2 separate regions of the Hordeum vulgare genome follow, and region 1 is linked to region 2. The links are chromatin contacts, called in public Hi-C maps. All regions are on one chromosome and are shown on one strand. The core of a region is the stretch at or near the end of the contact, and the rest is flanking DNA. Distances in the headings are between cores, read along the strand shown.

Evidence for each region. A called contact is a pair of places that touch in the nucleus more often than the background predicts.
Region 1: a Hi-C map of seedling shows a contact between it and region 2, with 4 times the contacts expected there. The contact joins the promoter of LOC123430474 here to the promoter of LOC123427121 in region 2. A contact is called at or near these places in 4 of 6 Hi-C or Micro-C datasets (leaf and seedling) and 1 of 1 datasets of contacts at active chromatin or transcription factors (embryo).

The regions. Positions count from the first base shown.
Region 1 is chr2H:544,351,327-544,354,026 of MorexV3_pseudomolecules_assembly, forward strand. It overlaps LOC123430474 (fasciclin-like arabinogalactan protein 1), which reads right to left and starts at 1,376. Exons shown (of 1, transcript XM_045114345.1): 1 at 114-1,376. The coding sequence starts at 1,065. The coding sequence ends at 265. LOC123427122 (mitochondrial proton/calcium exchanger protein-like) reads right to left here. Exons shown (of 15, transcript XM_045111080.1): 15 at 2,562-2,700.
Region 2 is chr2H:544,215,682-544,218,658 of MorexV3_pseudomolecules_assembly, forward strand. LOC123427121 (corepressor interacting with RBPJ 1) reads right to left here and starts at 1,280. Exons shown (of 5, transcript XM_045111078.1): 1 at 1,037-1,280; 2 at 733-834. The coding sequence starts at 1,126.

The DNA of each region.
Region 1 (2,700 bases), core at 126-2,625, 140 kb after region 2:
GTGACTTATAAGTTGAACATGTTTGACAAAATAAATCATTTTTTGCACTTTTTAACTTATAAGTTGGTGACTTATTTGGAACCAAACAAGGCCTTATATTATAAAACGGAGGGAGTACTAAACAACATCAATGTGGCAAGAAAGAGTAAAGATAGAAATTTCACTGCAGGAGCACACGCACTGACCGACAGACACAAAGGACACGCGCAACGCAATCCACCGACACACCACCACCTCCCGTACAGATCCACCACAACCCTTTGGCTAAGCCAGAGCGGCGGCCACGGCCACGGCGAACGGCAGGACTGCGGCCCATCGCAGACACGAAGCGCCGGACGCCGCGCTCTTCTTAGAGTTCTTCCTCTGGTCGGCGGGCGCCGCGTCCTCGGCGGCCGGCCCGGGCGCGTCCGCTACAGGCCGGTGGCGCGCCTGCTTCTTGGGGGCCTTGGGCGCGTCCGCGACGGGGGCGGGAGCCGGCGCCGGCGCCGGGGAGTCGGCCGGCTCGAAGAGCTCCACCGGCTCGAGCACCGTGTCGACGGCGTAGATGGCGATGGGGTCCTTGTCGTACACGGTGGACCTGACCCGCGCGGCGTGGTCGGAGGCGTCCGTCTTGATGGTCACCTGCTCGCCCTCGTTCTGCACCGTGAGGTTGAAGTTGTTGGCCGAGCCGTCGGTGGCGAGCGTGTTCATGACGCCGTTGTTGGACTTGAGGCTCCGCGGCGCGTAGTACACGGGCACGGCGTGGAACAGCAGCAGCGACGCCTTGCCGTCGGCGGTGAGGTTCTTGTACCTGGGCATGAAGGACCTCACGGCGTCGTCGCTGGGGCAGAACGCCGTCACGCCGCCGTCCCCGGCCGACTGGAACGTGGAGTGCGCGTCCGGCGAGGCCGCCACCAGGGCCGCGAACGCCTTGCACCCGCCCTTGGCCATCGCCGCCGTGATGTTCGGCGGGGCCGGCGGAGCAGCGGGCGCCTTAGCTGCCGCTGCTTTGCCCCCGGCCGCGGAGACGGCGAGGGGGAGGACGATGACGGCGAGGACGGCGGCGGCGAGGTGGAGGCGGCGCATTATGGCGAGTGTCGGCGTGGGAGTGAGGGCAGTGGAGTGGGAGAGCTGTGCAGTGATGAACTATGACCACTGACGAGTGTCGAGTGTGATAGGGTGTGAGGTGAGCTGGCTTTGTAAGGACCTGCCCTTGGGGTTTACTACCACCAATATCAGAGATTGCCATTCAGGTTAAAACTTTGTGATTTTTCCTTTTTGGCAAGCTGTGGTGGTTGCTTGTTCTTTTGTTTCTTGTACCCGGGTCCTGTTGTCCATTTCTTCAATTCCTTTGCCCATTTAATGTCGCCTTAATTCGACTTAACAGCAATATGGTCAGAAGGAGTTGCCATAGGTAACCTAATTAAAAAAATGAAGATGTGCAGTAAATTTTGAGGCCCTCAAGTTATAACCATAGCAGGTACTACTCGTTTAGTAACAATTGCAGGACTTATAAACGGACAATTCAAAATGCTGACATATTTACTGGGCTGGAAAGTGGAGTGAACCAAAATATGCAAGTATTGTGAGGTATCACTTGCATTGGTGCTCTTAATTACAATCACTGAGGAAACTGTACGTTCACGTGGCATTGATTGATAGTAGTCCTTTATATACCACATCGATACAAGGTGATCTTCCCAGTTTATGTTTCAGTAGTACCTATTTAGTCAGAACTCAGAAGAAGCGTGCCATCGAAACATCTTATCAATCCATAAGATCTCTCATGTTCAAAAGCTAGCAGAAATTAATCAACCACCGTCAGCATAGTGAGCCTGCTTGCAGATTCTATGACTAATATGCAGGATAATTATGCTGGGTAATAGTCGATCCAAACCAACTATCATCGGATGCTGGTCGAAGATTCTCATGCGCTTGCCATCTATTCTGGTCCTCTTCCTCCATTTGGCTGGTTTTTTTCCAGAACTGTTTTTGGCATACTGATGGGGGAAGGTTCTGTTGTTGCAAGACTAGTTCAGCTTAATTTATGTACGGAGAATGCTTAGCTAAATCATCTTTGGCAAGAATCTAGTGAAAACTATCTCCATGAAAACTCAGTTGTTTACTCCTGATACATGTACTTTAGAAGCTGTTAAAGATGCTAACAGTAATTTCCAGAGTTTGCATGTGAAGGTAGCTTACTACTCGTAGTTTTCACCTTTTATCAATAGGATGGTAGGGATATGTAGGGAGTAATGGTCAGAAACATGGCAAAGGGGAGTGTGCCGTACTCATGAGAGTCGTCCCTGCCACCCGAATCAGTACGGGACCATCCTTTTTGCATCAATCGAAGATTCCAGAAGCTCGCAGAAAATTACTAACATTAGATTAGCTGGTGGGTTCTTCAAATGTCGCAACATCTTGGGCATGACATTCTTCATCTACTACGGAGGAGTCTTGTCGCACACCATCTGGCCAAACTATGCAGTTTGTTCATCTCAGGCCCTTGGGCGAGCTTCAAGACATCAAACCGTGGAGAGCAGACACAGAGCTGCAGAAGAGAGCATCAATCTAGACATGACTTCCAAGGCCGTCGAAAATAGCTTTATTGATTTGATTAAACAACAGTAACGTCATTACAATCCACGGACTGCAAGTTTATTTCTTTTCTAGCTAATTGAGCAAGTCCACGAGCCACTGTATTACACACTGACACACTCC
Region 2 (2,977 bases), core at 30-2,529:
GTACAAAAAGGCTTAGGCTGGTCTGCAGTAAGCCAATAACCATGCAGAGTCAATGCCAAAAGCAATAAAGCGTATGCCAAGTAAACGCCACCCCAGCTAACGCGGGACGTAGATTGATCTGTTTGGAAACAGCATATACATACTCTGTCTAAGTTGCTATTAATCAAAGAGAACCAAGACAAGTAAAGGAATCAAAACCAAGTAAATGGCATCATTAGACTTCTGAAGCAGGTAAAGTATTGTGGGTGGCTGCAATAAGCAGTGTGCCACTGATAAATGGTTATACTACCTTTTAGAGCAGCACAAGTCTAAATGTCTGATGGCAAACAGGCGCTAGAGAGACTCAAAGGTCAGCAAAACAGGGGAAGTGCGACTGGACCCTGGGTGGCAAGGGACCAAGCTTCCACTGCCAAAGTTCAGGCTGCTAATTCCCTCCTACGCTACCGTAGCTTAAATCTTTACCATTATGCCCTAAAGTGAATCACCATCCGATACCAGTCTAAAGCAAACTTGGGCATCACATACAAGGCAGTATGCTTGAAATTCAGCATCCATCATACAGTACATTAACATACAAAAAAAAAATATAGGAGCACGAATAACACATCGCAGAGCTTAAGCAGCAGCACAGCAGCATGGATAAAACCATGGCCAGGACGCACAAAATTACAGAGTAAAGAAACTAAAATCCGCCAACAAAGGCAGCAGAGAGCAAACCGAGGCCGCGCATACCTTCTGCTTCTTCTTGAACTCCTCCCACGTGAGGGTGTGGGTCTTGTTGAGGCTGGCCAAGCGCGCCGCGTGCCACTCTGGAGAATGAAATGAACCGTCCGTCTGTGACGGCCCTCGTTAGTAAAAGTTCCCTCATCATCAAAAGGTTAAAAAAAAAGCATCTACAAGCAGCAAGATTCGCCATGGACGTCCCGGCAGATCTCGATAGGGTTTGCTGGGGGGAACAATCGGAGATGGGTCGCGAGCTTGGAACTAGGGGGGATTAAGGATCTGTGGTGAGGGGGAGGTGAGGAAGGGGACCGACCATGCCGTCTTCCTCCCCTTCGCCGGGGGCGCCGGAGGACGAGCCCAGCCGCGCCCGCTGCATCGCCTTGTACGCCTGGTTCTTCCCCATCGTGGATTGCTGGCTCGGCCGGCCGGCCCTAGAACCAGATTGGAACCGCGCGGGGCGGAGTGGAGTGGAGATCCCTTTTTTCCCCCTCCTTTCCTTTGGTACGACGCGTGCGGCCGCGAGTTATGACTGGTGATGGCGATAACGCCGATAAGGTGAAGGAGAAGATGGGGAACGGGAAGGGGGAAGGGCCTGCGGGAGCCGGGAGGAACTCTCCGCCCACGGGCTGCTGCTCCGGGCGCGTGTCTACCGTCTGATCCGAACTGGATGGCCGGATTGAGCGAGGGCGCGTCTCTTCTTTTGTTTATGGATTAGTAGCACATATGTCTCTTCCTTGTGACCGCAGAAGAAACTATAGCGTATAGAATCAGGACACTATACGTGCATATAGTTCTTTTTATTCGACCTACATGATGATCTCCATTTTATCAGGAAGGTGATGCAGATTCTTGGAAGAGCTTCGGGCCTGCACGTTAACTACACAAAGTTTGTAGCCATTATGATCCGTGAGGAGAAGGGAGACAAGGAATTAGTAGAGGTTGCGTCACCATGAAAGATGAAACAGTTTTCATGCAAATACTTGGGGCTGCAACTATCTATCTGGCAATTGACCTGGACTAAGTGACAACCAATTGTTGACAGCGTGCTTAATTTCATGCCAGGCTGGTCAAATGGGTTGATCACACGTGTCGGGAGGCTTGTTCTGATTTCGGGATGTGGTGATGGCGAAGCCAATGCACCATGTGCTTGTTGCAGCCGCGCCCAAATGGGCCTTGGATTCGGTTAACAGCAGATGTCGGGCATTTTTCTGGCCGGGCACTGAGGCGATCCATGGTGGCAAGTGCTTGTTGTTCTGGCAGCGGGTGTGCAAGCCCTAGGAGTTGGGCAGACTGGGAGTGATGGATATGAGGAAGCAAGGATTAGTGTCGCGCTTATGGGAGTGGCTCTGGTGCACTGACCTTTCAAGACCATGACAGAGACTTGCTATGTCACATGATCCTCACGTAGAGATGGCGTTCAACAACCTAGTGCATTGGTGGCTAGGAGCAGGCGACAAGTCGTTGTTTTGGAAGGACCGCTGAATTTGAGGGGCCACGGTTCAGGAGATCGCCCCAGACATTCACGGTCTCATTCGCAAACAAACGGTCAAGAGGCGCACGGTTCGAGAGGGGTTGTTGAATCATCGTTGGGCTTTGGACATCAGAGGAGATCTGACTATGGACAAGCTTGTTCAGCTTATTAGACTTTGGGAGATCTTGATACCAATCCAGCTGGACCCTAATCAGTGAGATGTGGCGGTGTGGCCCTGAACTGAGCTTCGGGTGTACACCTCTGCCTCAACTTATCACATGTTATGGTCGGGTGCGACTAAGATGGCGGCTGCGAGCTGGATGTGGAAGTGTTGGGCACCTCTGACATGCAAGATTTTCATATGGTTGACCATTCAGTAGAGGCTATAGACATCGGATAGGAGGCTTCGACGTGGTCTTCAGGAGGAGCTATTGCCATGCTTTGTATGTGACCAGGAGGAAGACAATGTTGACCACATATTGATCCAATGCGTCTTCTCGAGGCAGGTGTGGCAGTTGGTATTCGTCAAGGCTCATATGTATCCTTCTTTGGTTCCCAATCACACAGATGGGCTAGACTACTCGTGGGAGATCTCTTGGAAGTAGATTCCCAAGGCACGGCGAAGAGGTTTTGATTCTCTTGTTCTTTTATTGTGTTGGTGTCTTTGGAAGCACCATAACGGCGCGTGTTCCACCCATCAACAGCCATTACGGAGGTCTCGACACTTGTGTCAAAGATCTTCGACGAGCTCAAGCAGTGGGCGCTTGTAGGAGGGAGAGGAGC